Linked DNA regions of Mus musculus: all the other regions are linked to region 1. Evidence: chromatin contacts called from public ChIA-PET, HiChIP or PLAC-seq and promoter capture Hi-C data. All regions are on one chromosome and are shown on one strand. Each heading gives the region's core, a stretch centred on a gene start, on an enhancer-like site or on the middle of the called end of the contact. The rest is flanking DNA. Distances are from core to core; before and after follow the strand shown.

Region 1 (2,874 bases), core at 278-2,777:
TTAAAAAAATAAATATTATGCTACTTTGTAGCAAACACTGATAAACCAGGTGATAAAAATAGAATACTGAGCCAGGCAGTGGTGGCACACACCTTTAATCCCAGCACTTGGGAGGCAGAGGCAGAATTTCTGAGTTCGAGGCCAGCCTGGTCTACAGAGTGAGTTCCAGGACAGCCAGGGCTACACAGAAAAAGCCTGTCATGAAAAACAAACCAACAAACAAAAATAGAATGTTATTACAATAAACATAAAAGCAATAAAAAGTAAAAAGCAAATAGTGTTTTTATCAAATCATTTTACTTAAGTGCTCATTTAAAGCCAGCAGTAACATACCTTCATTGGCGTCTTTGTCCTGGGATTTGGCAGAGTCAATTCCTGATGAGGATGGAACTTCGGAGTCATCTGGGTTTTCTTTGGGTGATGATTTTCCTTTTTCCTGAACACTCTGTGATTGGGAATTAAACAGTTCCAAAAACTAATTCAGATTTAATTCTCTCAGCCTTGAATAGGGCATTTGCCTTATCTTTATAAAAGTTGACCCTCCCCTATGATACGTGGAATCTAAATTTGAATAGTTTCAAAGTGTTCCAATGTACTTAAGTCTTTAGTTTATGTAAGTCATTTGCAAATACAAGTGGAATGATTTTAAATATTTTAATGTCATCAATCTAAGACTTTAAATAAACCATAGGGTTCATAGAAGTCTATGAGTCAAGAAAGAAATCATTAGCTAACTTCAAAAGGGTCAAGAGATCTTTATGTTGGTCCCTTGGCCTTCAAACAAATGAGAAACTATTTAAAGTTCAGATCTTTATTAAAATTTGAAAAAGTAACAGATATCCTCACTATCTGGTTAGTTAGGTTTACTTTTATGTCTAAGAAAAAAAATTACACGGAGACTCCTCAAAAATAGGCGCACCAGGGGTGCATGTAGCTTTGCGATGGGGAGCTTTGTCCAGCAGGCTGGAGGCCCTGAAGTTTGATCCCCAAGACCCCTATACAGACCACAAAAACAAAAGGCCTGGTTCCCACCACCGTCACAACCTAGTTGCAAGATAGGTTTAGAACTAATCAGATCACCCTGTCTGGCTCATCGACTTAACAGGTATTAGGGGGTCGGGGGAGGTTAGCGCCCACCAAGGCTGGCTTTCGGGTGGGGAGATGTCTTTAGAGGCTCTGAGTACTCGGGTGGGAGTGAAAATCGGAAATTTTGGAAGAGGTGAAAGCTGCTGGATCCCGGGCCCACCCTGGGCAACCCACGACTCGGTTTCGGGGAAAACAAGACCGAGGAGCACCGGGGGCCCAGCGGCTCACTTTCTTCTCTCGGGTTTTTCTCTCTTCTCTCCGCCTTTCGAACTCTTCAAAGGAGATTTTCCCTTCCAGGTAGTCGATAAGTTCCGGGCTGAACCCCGACATGTCTGCAGGGCCGACGCTGCGCAGCGGGCCAGGGAAGCTGCAGCACTCCCAGGCTCTGTAGGACGCCTAGGAGAGACCGGACCAGCGTCCGCCCTAGAAACCTTCCCGGCCTGCGCCGCGGCCGCGCACTCTGGTTCCGCCTGCGCTCTAGGCCCCAGGCCTCTTCCCACAGGCAAGGGAGTGTCCAAATGCATCTTTCAAGCGCCAGACTCCCTTAAACTACCAGCTAGAGGAGCCTTTTTTTTTTTTAAAGATGTATGTATTAGTTTGTTTGTTTGCTTGCTTGCTTATTTTATGTATAGGAGTACACTGTCTTCAGACACACCAGAAGAAGGCATCAGATCCCATTACAGATGGCTGTGAGCCACAATGTGGTTGCTGGGAATTGTACTTAGGACCTCCGGAAGAGCAGTCAGTGTTCTTAACCACTGAACCATCTCTACAGGAGACTTTTGATCTGGGGATGCAGCACAGTGGCAGAGCGTTTGCCTGGGTTTCTATCTCTAATGTCAATCAACTTTTATGTCCCAAGTATTCATAAACTTTTTTGTTGTTGTTTTGTTTTGTTTTTTGTTTTTCGAGACAGGGTTTCTCTGTGTAGCCCTGGCTGTCCTGGAACTCACTTTGTAGACCAGGCTGGCCTCGAACTCAGAAATCCGCCTGCCTCTGCCTCCCGAGTGCTGGGATTAAAGGCGTGCCCCACCACGCTCGGCTGCTCTCAAACTTTTAAAGGGATTCTAACTCTTCCCATAGGGCGTCTACTGTATATCTGTTACATACATCTCTCAAAATAATCCTTAGGAACCTATGAGAGGAAAAAAAGGGAGAGGTGTGGGGAGGGTAATAGAACACTTGTAACATGAAAAAGGGCAACACCTGAAGTGGAAAGACTTGAGGTGGGACTTGAGGGGAGAGAGATGGAAGAGAGGGGTCAAAGTGAGTGAGTGAGAGAGAGAGAGAGAGAGAGAGAGAGGGAGAGAGAGAGAGAGAGAGATTATTTTCAACTCCTAGGAGCTCTTGTGATTTGCATTTTATCTTGTATTATAACTATTTCTTTTTCTAGAGACATTACCTATAAACATCAAAGACATTAGTTTATGTGTCATTATTATAAACCTGACTAACCTAATAACATGTATTCAAAACACATTTGTGAGTAAAGTTAGATGAAACTACAAGAGCCTTTGGAACTTTGGGCAAAGTTGAGCTCAGCATAGTCCTGGGTCCAAAGACGAGAGTCTATCTTTGATCATCTTTATGATAATCCAAGCTAAGGAGATCTGTAGCAGGGTTGCAGAATCAGAGGTCAAGACCTGCAAGAGCAGGACTACCAGATAGCAGAAAACTATCTCAGTCACTGCGTTTCTCCTGAGGAGGGATCTTACACAGGCGTGAAAACATACATGAGCAGACGGAGTGTGTTGATGTTATCCCCAGAAACAACTATGAGGATTACTC
Region 2 (2,874 bases), core at 277-2,776, 730 kb before region 1:
CTTACTTGGCCATCAAGCAAATGAGCAACTCGAGTATAGATGGTAACGAGCTGTGATTTTGTTAAGAATCACACAGGGAGGTCTAGTGATTGCTTGGGTGGTTTTTGTTGTGTTTTTTCCTCTTACATGTATCTGTAATTTGGGGAAATTCTTTCCTCATTTGTTCGTGTACTGGTCATTGTTAATTGTACTTAGATATATGAAACAAAACACCTGTCTCTTAGTTCTTAGTTAATATGTGGATTGCAAAAAACTGAAAACTTTCTCCAGCATTTACATAACTACTGCTTACTTGGTTAGCAGGCTTGACATCCTCTGCTAGTACTCTATAACCTATATAATCTATAACTATAGCTGTAATAGGATAGATATGACATGTCTTTCCAAGGAGCTCTTGTGTCGAGGGGTGACACCAATTGGTGATGAAAATGCTACTTTCACCCATAAATTAATGTAAGTTTGTGGGAATGGGCCATTGAGAGTAAAGCCCCGCTGAAGAATGAGGGCTATTAGGGGTGTGCTTTCAACCTGTTGCTCTTTCTCTAGCCTCTTCCCCAGTGCTCTCTGCCATGCCCTCCTCCCTGCCTTGATATAGACTTCAGTCCAGCGCCCAGAAACACCCAGAACCCAGCGACCTCTCAAGCCATGAGACAAAATAAGAATTTTCTCTCTGAGTTGCCTTGCTCTGTTTTGTCACAAAACCTAAATAGCACAAGATTGTAAACTACCCTCCCGTGTGAGAGAGTGCATGTGCCGGTGACCGTGCGTGTGCGTGCGTGTGTGATATGTCCATGTTTTGTGTAAGGGTGCCCCTGCCTCTGCCCAGAAGCCAGTGAATCACTCACTGACTTACTACTTTGAGACAGGGTCTCTCACTTAACCAGAAACTAAGGGGTTGGATGGGAAGTTGCTGCAATCCTCCTGTCTCTGACCCTCGCAGAGCTGGGTTACAGGCAAGCTCAGTCACACTGGGCCTTGAAGTGGGTGCTGGGGATTTGAGTCTATGTCTTCATGGCTTCATATCAAGCTCTTAAGCACTAAGCCATCTCCCCAACCCCCACATCATCTTTTGCAGCCATTTTCACAACAAACTCGGTTTATAAGAGAAACCACTATGGAGGGATGAAAAATCTTAAAAGCTGAGTACAATTTTCAGATTGAGAATCAACTTTTTATTTGGGTTGAACTGGCATCAAAACCGCCCACCCTCCTCCCACCCAAACACTCCCAGTGTGCAGCTGGGGTCGCTGTGGAGCCAGTTTCCACCGATGGCGCATCCAGTTTGTGTCCCGTTGTTACGACAACGAGGTCCAACGGTTGGGAAGGAAACTGGAGGGAAAACACTCAACGCCAGGGTGGTACTGGAGTCTGCTCCTGCGTGCCTGGCCCCCGGGACCGACCCTGGCGGCCCAGCTCTCACCTTCTTGCTGCTCATGGCGTCGACTTGCGGGCCAGGCAACGCCGGCCGGGATCGCTGCTGCGGAACTCAGGACCTGGAGAGGAGAGTTGTTCGCCGCTGGACAGCTCTAGGCTCTTTCTGAGCTGAGAGCTTTAACCGCCGTGGTCGATTCGTTGCTAAGCAACAAACTGGCGGATTCTACTTCCGGTCGTCTGCATCTGCGAGATGAGGTGCAGAACTTTCTGAGAGGTCGAGCAGGGTGGCTCTCTGAGGCCTAGGTGGCTTCCAACACAGCCCTCACTCCACTTTACAGAGGGTGGCAGGCAACTGTGAGGAGCGAAGACCCCTTGATGTCTAAGTGGGTCCTCAAGTTACTGCATCTTTCACCGAGTCTGCGTGGGCGTGGTTCTCTGCCTTAAGCCTTCATTCGGCTGTTTCTGCAGATTTCATTGCTAATGTAGGCAAATAGAATAATGACAAGGCACTCAAGACTAAAGCCTGTAAAGTGCTCCATATCCAGGAGCCTCAGTGTTCAGTTCTGTTGACTTCCCTAACACACTAGAAAGTGAGCCTTCGGAAATTCATTTAAATCCACGCGTGATTGACTACATGAACGAAGCTGTGCCAAGACAGTCCCTCAGGCATAGGCTTGGGTGACCGTAAGGCATGTGTTCATAACTAATAGAAACAGTGCTGTGAGTCATTTCTCTTAGAAGATGCAGAAGAAACGTGAAAGCTGAGATTTGAAAGAGGAGGACACATGCTGTGCAAGGAATATTTCGGGCAGAGCAATCAGATGCAAAAGCCTGAGACATTTCATGGTTATTAGAAGAACAAAAAACAAAAATCAGAAGAACAGAAGAAAATTAGAAGAACAAAAACGAAATCTATCAGACTGTCGTTGGAATAAAGCACATTGGAGTCCGGTGATGAAGATGAAGATAAATAAGTGCTCTATTTTAAAGATCTGGTAAAATAGAGTGAGGAGTTTAGACTTCAATGTAAACTGCCTCCTACTGAAAAGTTTTTGTTTAATTTTGTTTATTTATTTTGGTTTGGTTTTGAGATCGTCTCATTTCTTAGCCTAGACAGGTCACAAACTCTCAATCTGTCTGTGGCAGCCTCCCAAGTGCTAGAATTACAGGCTTATGCCACCATGCCTGACGGTAAACGTTTTCTGTTGAGAAATGGCAGGTTCCTAACCTAAAATTTATGTGACATCTTAAGGGATCTCGAATGGCCAAAAACAACGTTTTTTAAGTGACATATTTGGAAGCCTCATATTTTTTTTTATTTCAAAATTTAGTACAAAGCTACAGTGATGAAACAATGTCTTCACAACAAATGATACTGAGGAAAGTAGATATCCACGTGCACAAATGTGACATAGACACTTAATGTCACATATAAAAATCACCTCCTGTAGGTGGATTACCTACATGGAAGAACTAAAACTTTAAAACCTTTAATGAAAA
Region 3 (2,874 bases), core at 266-2,765, 690 kb before region 1:
TATTGTAAAGTCATTTTTCTTCTCCTCCCAGCTGACCATTGGCCCACTTGGAGCTGCTGCAGGGCAGGGCCTTGGGGTACGCAGCTTTCCCTGAGCGAACCTGGTACTGGCTGCCAGAAAGTGGGTGCCTTTGTAGCGAACTCAGGGGAGGGCCACGCTCACCATTGCCCCCATGAGGCTCTGCCTGTCCCTGCCAGGGGTAGCTGTATTCCCCCTCCGCCCCCCCCTCCCCCCCCCCCCCCCGCTAGAACTCAGGGTGCTCTGCGCCCTCACTCGGGTTTCCTGACCTACAACAGATTGGGCCGCTTCAGCCTCTTTGGCCTGAAAGGAAGGAAGACCGGAGGAGGGCGAGGCCAAGGTGGCATTCACCTCAAAGCACAGTTTTAACATCCTATTAAGGCTGCTATGGTGCTAATAAAGAATTGTAAGATAAATTCATATATTTTAGAAAACCTACAACAAAAATTGTGTCTTAAGAACCTGACAAAGTGTCTGTTCCTTGTTCATAACAGCAATTAAATTGGTTATTACAGAATATTAATATTTGATCTATTGCATACCATCATTTTAAATAAAATTGACAATCATTATCCCAAAGATAAGTTTAAAAATTGTTCTTATGCATGCTTCTGTATCTTCTATAAATTCATGCCTGCATGCATCCCATTTACTGTGTCTAAAAACAGCCCTTTTATGGGAGAAAAGTATATGTGAATTGGATCACACGCTTATTCTTTTGAGCTTCCCCGTGCTTCAACACAGATAATTAAATTGTGTGCTGTAAACGGTGTTTTAAAATGTTGAATAATCAAGCACATTATTTTAATCATACTTTTATCTTAGGAATTTTGAAATTTGGATATCAAAGAACTTAATAAATGCCTCATAGTATTTTAAAAAACAGACATAATCATGTCTAGGTGAGATGAAAAGGATCTACTTATTGGCATATGGCTTGATCCTGAACAGCTACCTTATTGGGAAAGAGAAAAGCATAGGTTCTCTTCACAGAACGATGCAGAAGCATGACGGCTAATTCGTGTGACAAACTGACAGGCGAGTTCGCTGAGTGCCCTGACTGTAGTGACAAGAAAGCTGAATTGGGTATATGTTCTTGACCCACCTTTGTTTGTCATTTTCCCAGATTGGACAAGCTAAGCTGCCTTGCTTCAAGATTTTTAAACCTTATGGGACATAGAACATTAGAGACTGTGTAATATGACTTGGAAAGATTAGTCACAAGAAAGAGTTATAGTGATTCTTCTCCTTCCCTCATTGTGACCAGTTATTCTAACTCAATCTTGGACTGGTCTAGTAATAATTCCAGTATTAGAGAATCCTAGGGAAGATAGCTAAAATCTTAATTACCTAGCAAAGTTAATTTAGAGCACAGCCTCCACTCCCAGAGAAACTGCAGCCTTTCTGAAATTCTCAAAGCCACTCCCCACCACACCAGGAGCTCTAAGTCTGAGCTTGATCATTGCTAATTTGCAATTGAATGGAGTACCTAGACTTCCCCAAAGAAGCTTCCATACTGTTGCTTTTCACTGTCTTTGTTTTTCAAGCAGGTTAGTCAAAGCCCCTAAGCCTGACTGCAGCAGGTGTGCATCCCCACCTCCAACAGCGCAGGTGGCAGTTATTAAATCTTCATGAGGAAGCATTCTAAGTACATATTGTGGCTTTGGTCTGAATTGGGAATAAGGTTTACTATGAGGGCCAGGAACATATTAAGGCTAGAAAGGCAGAAATTTCAGATATTAGCAATAGTCACTTGGACACTTGGAACACTGATGAATTGGCCAGAGATTAAAAAAAAATAACCTAAGTGCATTGAATCCCCTGGATTGGATTCAATATATATTCCTACTTGCTATTATTATTGGCACAATTTTATTAGTAAATCGTTGTGTTTCCACTCATCTTTAGAGTACTTCTGAGATCTGTAGCTACGACAAGGCAGGACATTCTGGAACTTTGGCTGAAAAATTTAAAAAAAAAGAAAAAGAAAAGAAAAGAAAAGGAAAGGAAAGGAAAGGAAAGGAAAGGAAAGGAAAGGAAAGGAAAGGAAAGGAAAGGAAAGGAAAGAAAAGGGGGAGAATGCTATGCACACTCCAGTGAAGTTTGCTTGGCAGGCCGAGAGGCCTGGGAGCACTCACGAGGCAAAGAGTTTCACGGAAACTCACCTCCTGGAACTTTGGCGTTCTCATACTCATACCTTATCCCCATGTTAGTCTGGTGTATGGATTCACATGCTCTCTTTTAGTATTATCTTATTATAAGTGCCTTTTAAGATTGAATTCTGACATAGCTAAGCCTTCGCCAGTGTTCCGAAGTCCTAGAAAGACCTTGAAGCTGACAAACTTGAAATTCAGTAGGAATTCAGTAAGGAAGTTACCTATTCAGTAACTAGTTAAGCATTACAAAGGACCAAGCAGGAATAGCTCAGGGCTAGTCTGCAGAGTGTTTACTTGAGGCAGTAACCAGTCTTACCCAAACACAATGGCCTAGCGAATAGGTGGGTTTACCATGAGAAAAGTTAGGGAATCCCACTGAGACAGGTTTCTTCACTAGGCCCAAAGAAATCAGGCAGAACTATAGAGCATAAATAAATTTACCTAGGCCTCCCCGCACATATGGAGGAGATGAGCAGCTTGATCTTCATGTGGGTCCCAAACAACTGGAAGAGGGGCTGTTCCAAAAGCTGTTGCATGTCTGTGGGATATGTTCTTCTAGCTGGGCTGCCTTGTCTGGCCTCAGTGAGAGAGGAAGCACCTTGCATTGAAGAGACTTGAAGTGCCAGTGTGGGAGGATACCCATGGAGGGCCCACCCCACTCAGAAGGGAAGCAGAGGGGATGTAGGGGAAGGATTGTTGG
Region 4 (2,874 bases), core at 155-2,654, 650 kb before region 1:
TAAAAAAAAAAAAAAAAAAAAATCCAAGAAAAACTATTACCAATCTATCCACATACAAAAAATTTTGAAATCACAGAAATATTACTTCTCTAACTTAAGCATACTGTCATGTAAGTAAATTTACTTTAATAGTAAACCTTCATTCCAGAAAATTATCTAAAATGTATGTGTATCTCAAAAAAACCAATTACTTGAAATATTAAAACTACCAAAAAATTAAATTAATATCAAAAAGATTAGGTGAAAAGACAGGTCTAAAATTTGGTCACGATTTCCATGGACTAGTGTTTTTTAATATACACAATTTTAAGGCACTGTGATTCAATTTTTATGAAGTTGTTGAAAACCATTTCTGGGCATCTCACTGTGAAGACTGTACCAATGAGAAAGGAGTTTATATCTCTCCATAATAAAACTGTGCTCCTGGAGTTCTAAATTCCATGTTACATATGCCTCCACTTGCCTCGTTACCTCTGCAGACCTTGCTGCTCAAGGCACAGCCTCTCTCCCAGTCTTGAACACTTAAAAAGTCCACACGGTATCAAACCTGCCGGCGAGGTTCGGTGTTATCGGTACCATGTATGTAAACATGACGTCAGCCAAACCCTCAGTGAATGTCACACTGCAAGCTAATGATTATGGTTGAAATTCCTAGGCTTTCAGAAGTATTTCTTAATTCCAACTTGCAAGCTGAAGCCAGCGCTTCTCTAGTCCCAGCACAGCCACGGCCACTAGCCACCAGCCGGCCGGCCGTGAAGTTTCTTTCAACTTTGTCTCCACTCATCTATATCCCGAGAGTGAAGCCAAATTAAGCGCTTTTCCCACGGTAAGGCCGAGTCGGGATAAAGATCCAGACCGTGGCCATGATGTGGCTGTCTAGTCTGAGGATGGGTCACAAGTACAGAAGAATTCCCACTGCTTTAAAGCCAAAAAGTCACGGAAACAGCTGTGGCTCCCCACGCCGGGACTGACAGCGGCCCACGCGATGACCGCAAAGTTTCTCCCAGGCTGCTGGCCGGACGCGTCCACCCGCCCCGACGTGAAGGCGTCCCGCGCCCACAGCACGCGAGCCCCGGAGCCACCCGGAGGACCACGTCGAGACGCCGCGGAGGCTATCGGGCATGGCCGCGCTCAGGGACGCCGGCTCTGGCCTTCGGGCTCGCCGCAGGGTCCCCGCGCCCCCACACCGACCGCTCCGCCGCAGCTCCGCGCCGTCGCGGGTTCTGCCCTCCCTCCGACCGGGCCACGGCTACACGGGCTCACCTCGCACTCTTCCCCACAACGGCTGGTCGCCGTCAGCCAGGCCCCTGTGAGGCGACTCCCGGCGGCGACCGCACAGACGCTGACCGACGCTTCTTACAGTTGAGGTTTGAAAAGTGCAGCCGCGTCTGGGACACTGTACTTCGACACAGACTCCGCCCTCTGCTGCCCAAGAGCCAATCGGAGCGATTACGGAGGGTGGGGTTGTCACGTGGGGGCGGGGCGGGGCGGCGGCCGGCAGCGCGTGCTGTGAGGCCGGGCCTCAGGAGGGGGGCGGGGAGTGGGCGGAGCGCCGAGCGCCTGAAGACTTGGTTGCTGGATGTAGCCTAGAACTGGACAGTGTGCAGGCCGGGTTGGGGGGGGGGGGGGGTCCGCGCCTCTTTTCCCACTTTTTCCACCTTCAGAGTAGTTCCGGGATGTGTAAGTATCGGGACACAAGAGATGAAAGAAGCCGATGTCCGGGCTCTTTGACTTGTGATGATTAAAGTTCTGTGTTTCAAATCTTCCTTGTCCTCTTCCTTACCTCCTGAACCTACCCTACAAATAGAGATTCCAGCTTGCTATGGGTTCTTGAAGCCATAAATAGGACTCCAGGATCCTAGTCTCTACAGCTGGATGTCTTAAGACACTAACTAGCTCAAGACACTGTAGGAGAATCTGAAGATGAACTAATTGCTGGTTTACTGTGGTAGGGGAAATGAGGAAAACTTGTACCTGCTCAATGCCCATTGCTACTTTCTTTCTTTCTTTCTTTCTTTCTTTCTTTCTTTCTTTCTTTCTTTCTTTCTTTCTTTCTTTCTTTCTTTCTTTCTTTCTTTCTTCCTCCCTCCCTCCCTCCCTCCCTCCCTCCCTCCCTCTCTCTCTCTCTCTCTCTCTCTCTCTCTTTCTTTCTTAGCAGTGTTAGAACACAGGGCCTTTCACATGCTTAGCAAGGGTTCCACTTCTAAGTTCCACCCCCAGGCCCCCAGATCTGTTAACTATTGAAGACTGTTTAAAAACTGAAAGTTTCGTGCTAGATACAGTAGGTTTACATACATATAAGATCCTAGGTTACTTATACGTTTATATGTAGCATCTACACATAGAATCTAGAACTGCTGAAGGGTACTTTTTTAGTAGGTATAAAAAACTATTGGGAAAAATTCTGTGAGTGGAACTCTCTTGCTTTTAGAACATCTTAGCAACCATTTTATGTTCTTCCCCTGTCACATTTAACCAAGATTTCTTCAAGCCATCTGCTTGCCCTTCCAAGCAGTGTATGTCCCAGGACACATGCATTTAAAGTTATCAAAACCATTTCATGAGGTCTGTGTTGTTATTTAGACAGGCCTCAGTATAATGTATTGATTCTTTAAGTGTTGTCAAATGGATAATGTTGCATCTTTTTAGCCAGGGAAGCATAAATGTTAAGGTGTCCACAAACCAATGAGATTGTTCCCATACTTTCTTCCAGGAAACAGCAGCTGCATCCAAAAGTGTCAGTACCAAGGCTTAGCCAGTGCCCTCTTGGAGTTCCTTGTGATCGTTTTTGGTGTTTAGATGTTTGTAACTGTTTTAAACTTAAACAATTCCTTGATCTCCGGCTTTTGAATGTAGAGGCCGTGTTGTGTGTGT
Region 5 (2,874 bases), core at 257-2,756, 590 kb before region 1:
CTTTTTACAGCAAAGACTGAGGCAAAGTAGTGAGCTGAATCAGGGGAGTGTTGTGATGTGGTACCAGGTCTCAGACCCTAATCAGGTATCCTAATTTCAAGTTTAAGGTTATTTCATGAGCCATACCCTTTAGTAAATGCTAGCTGTTTATCAAGATTAAAACGATATTGCTTATAGAATGGGGCTTGGTAAACTACATCAGTAGGGCAAATCTGCCAAAGCCCTGGTTTTGTAAGTAAGACTATACTGAAATGCACTGTTCTGGCTTGTGTATAGCCTGTTGCTAATAGCTGATAAAATGCTGAGGTGCGTACGTGCCATAGAGAACGTACGATGGGCAAAGTCTAAAATTGTTTACTATCTGTCTCTTTATAGCAATGTGTTGCCAACGGCTGCTGCTACAGAAACAAGGAGGAGGGAAACAGATTATTAAAATATCTAGCTTACTATAAATCTTTAGTGAGATTCCTCCAGGGAGACATAAACACTCTCTGACTTAATATGATTGCCCCTCTGCTGGGCTCTCCACATTGCAGATATCCTGAGTATATCAGGATCACAGAGAGCTGAAACATCAGGAAAAAGATAGAATGATCCTGTTTTCTTTGAGATGACTGGTATAAGCAAAGTTGGCTCTACTGTGGATTTTCCATTAAAAATTAGACAGTGGTCCCTAAGATTTAACTCTAAGTATTTCAATAATACTGCACTTATCAGAGTACATTCTGATGACTTGTGTGTGTCGGCCTCCTTATACATAAATTTAGACTTTGCCCTCACTGAAAATTAGTGACCCTTGTGCTGGACAGTTTTATGTCAACTTGATGCAAGCTAAAGTTATGTGAGAGGAGGAACCTCAATTAAGAAAAGAACTCCAGAAGATTAGGCTACAGGCGGGCCTGTAAGGCATTTTCTTAATTAGCGATTGATGGGGGAGGGCCTAGCCCATTGTAGGTGGGGCCATCCCTGGGCTGGTGATCCCGGGTTCTATAAGAAAGCAGGCAGAGCAAGCCTTGGAGAGCAAGGCAGTAAGCAGCACCCTCCAGGGCCTCTGCATCAACCCCTGCCTCCAGAATTCGGCCCTACTTGAGTTCTTATTCTGACTTCCTGTGGTGATGATGAACTGTGATGTGGAAGTGTAAGCAAAAATAAACCTTTTCCTCCTCAACTTGCTTTTTGATCGTGGTGTTTCATCACCACAATAGAAACCTAATTAAGACACTTCTTTTTGCATTATAAGTTCCCAGAATGATACTCAGTAGAGGCTCTATAAACATTGCTGAGTTGTGACTAGAGCTCCCTGATGCTCACTTGAAGAAAATCAGCATAACTTACATTGTTATTTGGCATCTGGCAGTGTGAACAAATGTAAGCCAGTTTACCCTGAGATGGTGGTACATTAATGCAGTGCCACGAGCAAAAGGTGCCAATCCCTAAGATATGACTCAATCTGAAACCACTGTCAAACAAGTGAGTTGGCTTAGAAAGTTCACTATGTAATATCTTCTAACATGGTGAAGTTTGTTAAGACAACAATGACCTTTCTGACTAGTTCCTCTTGTGGTTAAAGACAAGAGTATATTCTCTGAGGAGTTGAGCTGAAAAGCAAAACTCACCTCAGGAGAAAAGAAAACAAATAGCTCTTTTAGAAACAAAAGTACGTTGAACGTTGAACTATTAAACTTTTTAATCTTTCTCTCCTCCCCACCCCTGCCTCCCCAACCCCTCCTCCCCCTCCCTCCCTCCTCCTCCTCCTCCTCCTCCTCCTTCTTTTTCAACTCTTGATGCATGGATAGAATCACTCCAAAGCTAAGATAGTCTTTCTACTTTACTTTGTTTGTAACTCCAAATGTAGAACTGCATATTTAGGGGTATGTTGTGGGATGCAATTTCTATCTATGTTTAGAAATTCAGTGAACATGTTCCAGCAGGGCCTGCAGTCACGAAGCTCCTATAACGCCTTAGCAACCTCGTCCATATAAATAGTTAATGTGACTCATATCACAGAGATCGTTTGTTACATTCCTGTTTTGCCGGTTAGGTTGGTTACATGGTTAAAGACTTGGCAAGGAAACACAGAAACTCTGGACAACGGGTGTGTAGCCACAAAGCAGCTGCATTTGAGGGCATTTCTGAGTAAGCACAGATGTCAGTAGAGTGGCCATAGTGTCTCAAGCCCTACCCGCTGACAAAGCATTGTACCCACCATGGTGCTGCTGGCCTGGCACATCACGAGTTAGCAGCACCTGACATGGGTTAAAATAGTTAACTTTATTCTTCCATTCTTAGTATAACAAAAATTAACTGAAAACAAAATACTCCAATAGGAGCAGTCTGTAAAATGAGAGCAGACAATGGCCTCAGGAAGTCACACTACCTCTTACCCCAGGCTTGTCCAGGCACACGAGGCCTAGGCACCTTCTGATTCAACCACAGTTGAATTTGAATCAGAGCAGTGAGGCTAAGCTTCTGAGGCCTGGGAGTTAAGTGTGGAAATAGGACCAGACAAAGTTGCTCTTGGTGGTACCAAGCTAAAGCCTGGCTACAGCGCATCTTTCTTTGACAGGTAAAGATGATTCAGATGATGCAGCTGCTTCCTTGAAGAGGGCAAGCAGCAGCCCAAGTTCAACTGAAGTTCCACAGCTTTCCAGCTCACTCCCCAATCTGGTTATGTGTGAGCCATGCTGGGTAATTGATTAGCTGTGGAAAAGTAAACTATCTTAGATCATTTTCTTTCCTAGCTATTTTTATCTCCCTATCCTGGGGGAATACAGAAAGAGCTCAAAAGAAAGATGCTACAAACTAAAACTATTTGCATATGCTCCTCCCTAGTCTAAGTGTGGCTTGCAAGACTGATGACTGATGTCATCTTGA
Region 6 (2,874 bases), core at 134-2,633, 590 kb after region 1:
GCAGGGACATTTCTGGCTTTCAAAAGTGTTAGTATTTTCAGTTCCTCAAATGTCCCAGCTATTGGTCCTAAACCATCTCTTTAGATTCGCATCGGAATTCCCTCCTTACACCCTCCTCTATCCTACCACAGCGACACTCACTGCATGGTACAAGATGTTCCCTCCGGCTCAGACATCCTCCCCTAATTTAAAACTGATTGATCCTTTTTTATCAGCGCCGCGTCACCACCTCCCAAAAATAACTAAGCATAAATTAATGGCTCCGTTACCCAGCTTCTCAGAAAGTACTGGCTTTACTTCTCTGTACACATTCCTTTGATTTTCTAAGAGAATATTCACACATCTGCTTCCACATCAAACTGTCAAATTTCTGACATCCTTAGCTTGTTACCTCTCTCTAACACCGAGACACACACTTAGAAAGGACGGGTTTAGTGACTTAGTGTCAGCGTAAATTTTGGCTTCTTAACCGGGAGCCAAGAAACAGGGATTCTGTCTCTCAGACTCAAATTCCTTCCCGTCTTCTCTGGTTACTTTCCTTATGGAATCTGGTTGCTTCTCAACATGTTTCTAGCTCTGTTTACTCTTGTGCAGCATAAAATAAGCGACTACCCAGAAAACTTTGGCAACTGGTCAAATCTGCCTTTCCTTCTCTCTTCCTCCTGATTCTCCAACACCTAGCTCTCAAAGGGAAAAAGATAGAACACCAGGACACAAGTGATTAAAGGAGTAAACTACCAGATTTTCTGCCGGAATCATTTAGTGCAAGCACCACAACACGATCCAGCCGCCTTGGAGATGCCTGTATCGCGAAGGCTGGGATTGGCAGGCCTGCGCTGAAGCGGCCTCCGTTAGGAGCGGCCCGAAAGCGGCTGCCGTCATTCAGGGCTTTCCAGGTACGAACTGCCGACGATAGCGCCCGGGGGGCGAGAAAGTCGGCCTCCCACGTCCGCCTCCCCGCTCCCTCCCCGGGAGTCCCCCGGGGCAAGCCGCTCGAGCGAGGCTCTCCGGTCAGAACAAGAGAACTCGGAAGCACCAACAGCCAGCGCGGAACAAAGCGCCGGTCCCGGAGTGCGAGAGGACGCCATTACGCGGGCAGCGGCCTGCGCCGACGAGCCGAGCAGGCCTCGCCGCGCGGCCTCGGTCGAGACCAGAGATGCCACGCGAAGACGCAGAAAGCCAGGAGAGAGGGCCGCGGCTGGCTGGCTGCCGAGGTCGCGCGTGGGAAGGGAAAGGCCGCTTACCTTCGTGAGTCTTGGCGATCTTCGCCATTTTGTCCACTCGAACACACAGACGGAACTGGCGCTCCCAAGGACTTCCGCTCGCCGCCGCCAGAAACAGAGGCCGCTCTCTGAGCGTGCGCACCCGGGAGCGCGCGCCGCACTGTAGCACGTACTTCAACTGCCACCTATATGAGACTGCGAGGGGCATTATGGGAGTGGGCGGGGCCAGGGCGGGCTCCCGGCGGCTTCCTTAAAAAGCCAGCGAAACCGCGGGGAAGACTAAACGCGGAAGAGGATGGCTACTTCCCAAGAGGGCTGTAGCCTGTCCGGCCAGTGGTGGGTAACGTGCCGTTAATTCAAGCACTCGGAAGAGAAGAGGCAGTTCGAGGCCAGCCTGGTCTACAAAGAGAGTTCCCGAAGCCAGGGCTGTACAGACAAAGCCTGTCTTTAATAAAACCAAAGGAGCCTGGCAGTGGTGGCGCACCCCTTTAATCCCAGCACTTGGGAGGCAGCGGCAGGCAGATTCTGAGTTCGAGGCCAGCCTGGTCTACAGAGTGAGTTCCAGAACAGCCAAGGCTACACAGAGAAACCCTGTCTCGAAAAAAACAAAAATAAAAAGTAGAGAGAGAGAGAGATTAAATTACACAAAATAGAATTTAGCCAAAGGAACACTGCCTCCAAGACACCCAAAAAATAAACAGTATGCTAGCCAGGCCTGTTAGAAATAAAGTTTATGATGCCTAAGATGTTAATGTTGGTTCACCAGTATTGACCAGCCATTAGATACGGTAGAATACTTCTCTTAACAGGCAGCTCAAGGGAATAGTATAGGGTCACAAGCAATGTTAAGTCCTGATCTACAATAAAGCCCAGTTCTTTTCTTGAGAGAAACATAATTCTGCCAAATGGGTAAGATGACCCCAGGTAACAACTATTTGAAAAAGTACAACACTGGTGCACTTAAAATAATTCTGGCAATAACTGATGCCTAAATGACCAGGCAAATAGGAGTGACCTATTGACCAGATTTTCAGCCTTCTGTCTCTGTTTAAGTTGTACTAAATGTAACCCAGGGTTGGGACCTAAATTACAAATTTGAGGATAACCTCATATTTGGAGAAAATAAGCCTAAGGTGTCTCTAAGTTATCAAAATGTATTCAAGGCTGGCCCTACCGAGCATTAGCCAGAGCCAGCTGTGCCAGACCTTTTTCCTTTATTATCCTCCAAATGTGCAGGATGCTTTCTCACTGGGAAGGCTTATCATTTCTATAACAGATTCAAAGGAGCATTTGCTGCATTTGTGGTAATTGTAGAAGCTAAATACTTCCTGGAGTTCCAGAGTAATGATAAACATCACTAAAAGATCACCCAGAATTGTCTTGTGAATCCTCTTTTATAAAAATAAGATTTTTTCATGCTGGGCGTGGTGGCGCACGCCTTTAATCCCAGCACTCAGGAGGCAGAGGCAGGCGGATTTCTGAGTTCAAGGCCAGCCTGTTCTACAAAGTGAGTTCCACAGGGCTACACAGAGAAACCCTGTCTCAAAAAACAAAAACAAAACAAAAAAGATTTTTCTCACCACAGCCTACTTGTCTGTATGTTTGTTCCTGAAAGAATACTAATATGGTTCAGGACAGGAAGGAGAGTATT
Region 7 (2,874 bases), core at 260-2,759, 550 kb before region 1:
GGATATTCCTTCCTTTATTTAGCTAGGCAGATGAGGGAATTCCCTGCCTCAGCAGAGGTGCTGAGCTGCAGTAAACTTCCTGTGGGACTGTGCATTAGGGCATTATCTCCTCAGAAGCAATTTTACATGCCCATTAGAGGGCCTGGTGCAACAGCTCTTTCTGGTTTGAGCCTCCCACACCAGACAGCTAACAGTAGCAGTTGTGTAAGACCTAAAAAAGGTCACCCTAGCCTGAATTACTTATTGTACCTATTATAGATTTAGAAACCCCTACAAATAGGTATCTACTCATTTGTGTTCTTCCAGGAAACTCTAACATTGCTTTAGTGTCTGTCCTAGAAGGAGGTAATATTGGATTTATAAATTGATACTTCTCAAGTGGAGGTTCTATCTCCTTCTGATGAAATCCTTATAGCCATATCATTATATTGCATTATTATATATTGCAATATATTAACAAATTAAAAATATAACTAATATTACATTTTTTGTGGCACTTTCTAAAGCTCTTCACAATAAAAGCTGCCTTTCTGTCCTCTCCAGGTTGCTTATTCTTCTGGAATGTTCTCATCCAAAGGATAGTTCAAACAGCCCCCTCCTCCATGAAACCTTCCCTTTCCTTCAAGCTGAAGTTAAGTATAGTTCTGTCCTCTGACTTCCCATGGTGTTTGGTATAGATTTCAAAACCAGTTGTTATTATTAACAGGTTTATTATTTGTTTCCTATGCCCTAATACAGATGAAAACAATAAAAAGGAAAGTCATCACTACCTAAAAGAGTATTAAAAATACAGCTTTCTGTCTCAGCTACTAAAAAAGGGTTTTCTTTAAAAAAAAGGGGGGGGGGTTCTTTTTTATTAAATAAATAGTAGGTGGTGTTTATGGGTGCCATGGTGTGCATCTGTAGGTCAGAGGGCAAATCTGTGGAGTGAGTTCTCTCCTTCTACTCTTTTCTGGGTTCCAGGGGGTCAAAGTCAGTTTGTCAACACGTGTAGCCAGGATTTTATACGACCCTCCTCTGCCCCAGCATCCTCATTGACCCTTTCAAAGTTTATCAAGGATTTTTACCCTTATTTTTATTCATTTAAAATATAGTTTTAAATTTGTTATCCACGTTAAGAACATGGGAAATAAGTGTTAATTATTTGTATTTGTTATACTCCCAACCACATGACAGCAGGTGTTTGTTACCACAGCAGAGATACAAGCTTGTCTACCAATTGTAGACATTGCTGAACAAAGCTAGGATGGTAACAGATCCATTATATAACCAGAAGTCTTCTCAGCCTGCTTCTAATGAGTTACTGGGTTTGAGGAAAACAGCCAGCCACTCTGGGGAGACCCAGTCATTCTCTACACACCCCAGGCAGGGAACTTTAATATCTCAATTCACCAGTCTATATGATTTCCTGTGTATCAACATTTCCTAGAACAGCCACAGGTCTTCTCAAAGACCTCACTTCTTAAAACCAGACCACAAGACAGTGGTCAATGCCTCCCAGAAATATAGGTAATGTTTCCAGCTATGTCCACTGCACTCTCAAGTGCTGTACCCTAAAGGGGATTCTCTGAGAAAGGCTGGAGAGTACTGTGGCTGTATGCTGTGTTACTCTGGTTCACTGTTCAGCTCCCAGCAATAGAAGAGAGATTTTCATTAAGTTGCTAATTTACTCTTGGGAGGCCCTGTTCCATGTCTGGATACCCCTAGACCATAGAACTCAAAGTTCTGAGCCAGATGTTCTAAAAGTGTAAGTCTAGCTATTAAACTTGTACATGTTTTCCCAGAAACACTGTCCTGACTGAACAGAAGAGCCACCTTCAGCTTGTGATGTCACAATAAAGTAAGCAGTTAAAGTACACTGTCTATGTGATAAAGCCAGGCAGTGTCCTAATTACACTACATATCTACATGAGGTCCAAGGGCGAGAGTTCAGTTGTATTTGGTAAGATGAATGCTGTTAGTATACTCCAGTTCACTAGTAATGATTTACAGGACATCAAGATAAAGATTTATTGGCTACTCATAAAACATAAATATTTTCGTGCATACCTCACCCTGCATTAGACTTATACATCATTTTTATATGAGCTTCTCATGTATATTCTTCTATAAACAGTGAACACGTAATGCGTTAAAGCAGAATGAACATTAGTGGGAAATTCCATGAGTGGAATTTTGATGAACTAAATCCAATTATTTATTGCATTCATATTTATTTTTTATAAGAAAGCCTTCAGAATATGTGACCTACAGTTTGATATTGGAAACATGATACGCATTTAGAAATGTCAGGCAGGAAAAGACTCTTAATTCCATTTGTCTGAGGGAATTTTTAGAAGCCACAGTATGCTCACAAGGCATAAACTTATATTAAGGAGAAGAAAATTCAACCACAAAAGTCCTTTTATGTATTTAAGTTGTTCAAAGAAAAGGGAAACAAGAAGAGATTTTTGTGTGTTTTGGGCTAGGGTATTGGAGAGCCCTCGTGTGGTTACTATGAACCACTGCAAACTGCCAAGGTAGCCTGTAGTGGGGTGTCCAGTCATACTTAGCCCATCTTCTCTGGACAATCAACACATGCATGCATCGGTTCTGCCAAGTACATTCTAATTTTAGACAATCCCAGCAGGATCCCACAACTCTATAGATTCACCCTCGGATTTAAGAAATTATTCTCTGTAGCTGACAAAACTTTAGCCCACTAAAAACTCATTTGCTTTTTTCTTATGAGACTATCCTTGGGTTATTATCTCCTGTAAGCATATTGCATATTACCAATTCTCTCTGAGTTAAATATGAGACTTTGTTCTTCAACCTTTTATCATATACCCCCAACTATTAAATTTAAAATTGAGCCTAAGAGGTACTTTCATC

Evidence for each region. Promoter capture Hi-C pulls out the DNA fragments that hold promoters and counts their contacts. ChIA-PET counts read pairs in DNA pulled down with a chosen protein or histone mark. HiChIP or PLAC-seq counts read pairs in DNA pulled down with a chosen protein or histone mark.
Region 2: a promoter capture Hi-C map of embryonic stem cells shows a contact between it and region 1, with 3 times the contacts expected there. The contact joins the promoter of Dnah7a here to the promoter of Gtf3c3 in region 1. A contact is called at or near these places in 2 of 39 promoter capture datasets (the C10 cell line and embryonic stem cells), 1 of 484 Hi-C or Micro-C datasets (B cells), 2 of 115 datasets of contacts at active chromatin or transcription factors (large pre-B cells and memory CD8 T cells) and 1 of 9 other capture datasets (adipose tissue).
Region 3: a promoter capture Hi-C map of embryonic stem cells shows a contact between it and region 1, with 2.3 times the contacts expected there. The contact joins the enhancer-like site here to the promoter of Gtf3c3 in region 1. A contact is called at or near these places in 3 of 39 promoter capture datasets (embryonic stem cells, hippocampal neurons and liver) and 2 of 115 datasets of contacts at active chromatin or transcription factors (bone marrow-derived macrophages and memory CD8 T cells).
Region 4: an H3K4me3 HiChIP or PLAC-seq map of bone marrow-derived macrophages shows a contact between it and region 1, with 3 times the contacts expected there. The contact joins the promoter of Stk17b here to the promoter of Gtf3c3 in region 1. A contact is called at or near these places in 4 of 39 promoter capture datasets (embryonic stem cells, frontonasal cranial neural crest, hippocampal neurons and 1 more) and 5 of 115 datasets of contacts at active chromatin or transcription factors (bone marrow-derived macrophages, effector CD8 T cells, embryonic stem cells and 2 more).
Region 5: a contact with region 1 is called in an H3K4me3 HiChIP or PLAC-seq map of bone marrow-derived macrophages, with 4 times the contacts expected there. The contact joins the enhancer-like site here to the promoter of Gtf3c3 in region 1. A contact is called at or near these places in 1 of 39 promoter capture datasets (hippocampal neurons), 1 of 484 Hi-C or Micro-C datasets (B cells), 2 of 115 datasets of contacts at active chromatin or transcription factors (bone marrow-derived macrophages and memory CD8 T cells) and 2 of 9 other capture datasets (adipose tissue and embryonic stem cells).
Region 6: an H3K4me3 HiChIP or PLAC-seq map of bone marrow-derived macrophages shows a contact between it and region 1, with 3 times the contacts expected there. The contact joins the promoter of Sf3b1 here to the promoter of Gtf3c3 in region 1. A contact is called at or near these places in 2 of 39 promoter capture datasets (cranial neural crest and embryonic stem cells), 1 of 484 Hi-C or Micro-C datasets (embryonic stem cells), 7 of 115 datasets of contacts at active chromatin or transcription factors (bone marrow-derived macrophages, embryonic stem cells, large pre-B cells and 3 more) and 3 of 9 other capture datasets (adipose tissue, embryonic stem cells and pancreatic islet).
Region 7: an RNA polymerase II ChIA-PET map of memory CD8 T cells shows a contact between it and region 1, with 9 read pairs. The contact joins the enhancer-like site here to the promoter of Gtf3c3 in region 1. A contact is called at or near these places in 3 of 39 promoter capture datasets (cranial neural crest, liver and second pharyngeal arch cranial neural crest), 3 of 115 datasets of contacts at active chromatin or transcription factors (bone marrow-derived macrophages, embryonic stem cells and memory CD8 T cells) and 3 of 9 other capture datasets (adipose tissue, embryonic stem cells and liver).

Annotation. Positions count from the first base shown.
Region 1 is chr1:54,437,499-54,440,372 of GRCm38.p6, forward strand. It overlaps Gtf3c3 (general transcription factor IIIC, polypeptide 3), which reads right to left and starts at 1,528. Exons shown (of 18, transcript NM_001033194.3): 1 at 1,315-1,528; 2 at 334-445. The coding sequence starts at 1,416.
Region 2 is chr1:53,705,258-53,708,131 of GRCm38.p6, forward strand. It overlaps Dnah7a (dynein, axonemal, heavy chain 7A), which reads right to left and starts at 1,527. Exons shown (of 66, transcript NM_001252070.1): 1 at 1,421-1,527. The coding sequence starts at 1,435. All of the region lies in intron 2 of Gm32311 (a long non-coding RNA gene), which reads left to right.
Region 3 is chr1:53,748,581-53,751,454 of GRCm38.p6, forward strand. The region is part of intron 4 of Gm32311 (a long non-coding RNA gene); the gene reads left to right. Among named protein-coding and RNA genes, the nearest start is that of Stk17b, 35 kb to the right of the region's middle. Within about 2 kb of position 1,516, at least 14 of the 459 cell types and tissues checked have an H3K27ac peak or open chromatin away from gene starts, as enhancers often do. A contact at or near this core is called in embryonic stem cells, where this site is marked.
Region 4 is chr1:53,783,811-53,786,684 of GRCm38.p6, forward strand. It overlaps Stk17b (serine/threonine kinase 17b (apoptosis-inducing)), which reads right to left and starts at 1,405. Exons shown (of 8, transcript NM_133810.3): 1 at 1,264-1,405.
Region 5 is chr1:53,844,010-53,846,883 of GRCm38.p6, forward strand. The region is part of intron 21 of Hecw2 (HECT, C2 and WW domain containing E3 ubiquitin protein ligase 2); the gene reads right to left. Among named protein-coding and RNA genes, the nearest start is that of Mir7681, 4.0 kb to the right of the region's middle. Within about 2 kb of position 1,507, at least 102 of the 459 cell types and tissues checked have an H3K27ac peak or open chromatin away from gene starts, as enhancers often do. A contact at or near this core is called in B cells, adipose tissue, bone marrow-derived macrophages and 1 more, where this site is marked.
Region 6 is chr1:55,026,095-55,028,968 of GRCm38.p6, forward strand. Sf3b1 (splicing factor 3b, subunit 1) reads right to left here and starts at 1,384. Exons shown (of 25, transcript NM_031179.2): 1 at 1,245-1,384. The coding sequence starts at 1,272.
Region 7 is chr1:53,888,077-53,890,950 of GRCm38.p6, forward strand. All of the region lies in intron 15 of Hecw2 (HECT, C2 and WW domain containing E3 ubiquitin protein ligase 2), which reads right to left. Among named protein-coding and RNA genes, the nearest start is that of Mir7681, 40 kb to the left of the region's middle. Within about 2 kb of position 1,510, at least 46 of the 459 cell types and tissues checked have an H3K27ac peak or open chromatin away from gene starts, as enhancers often do. A contact at or near this core is called in bone marrow-derived macrophages and memory CD8 T cells, where this site is marked.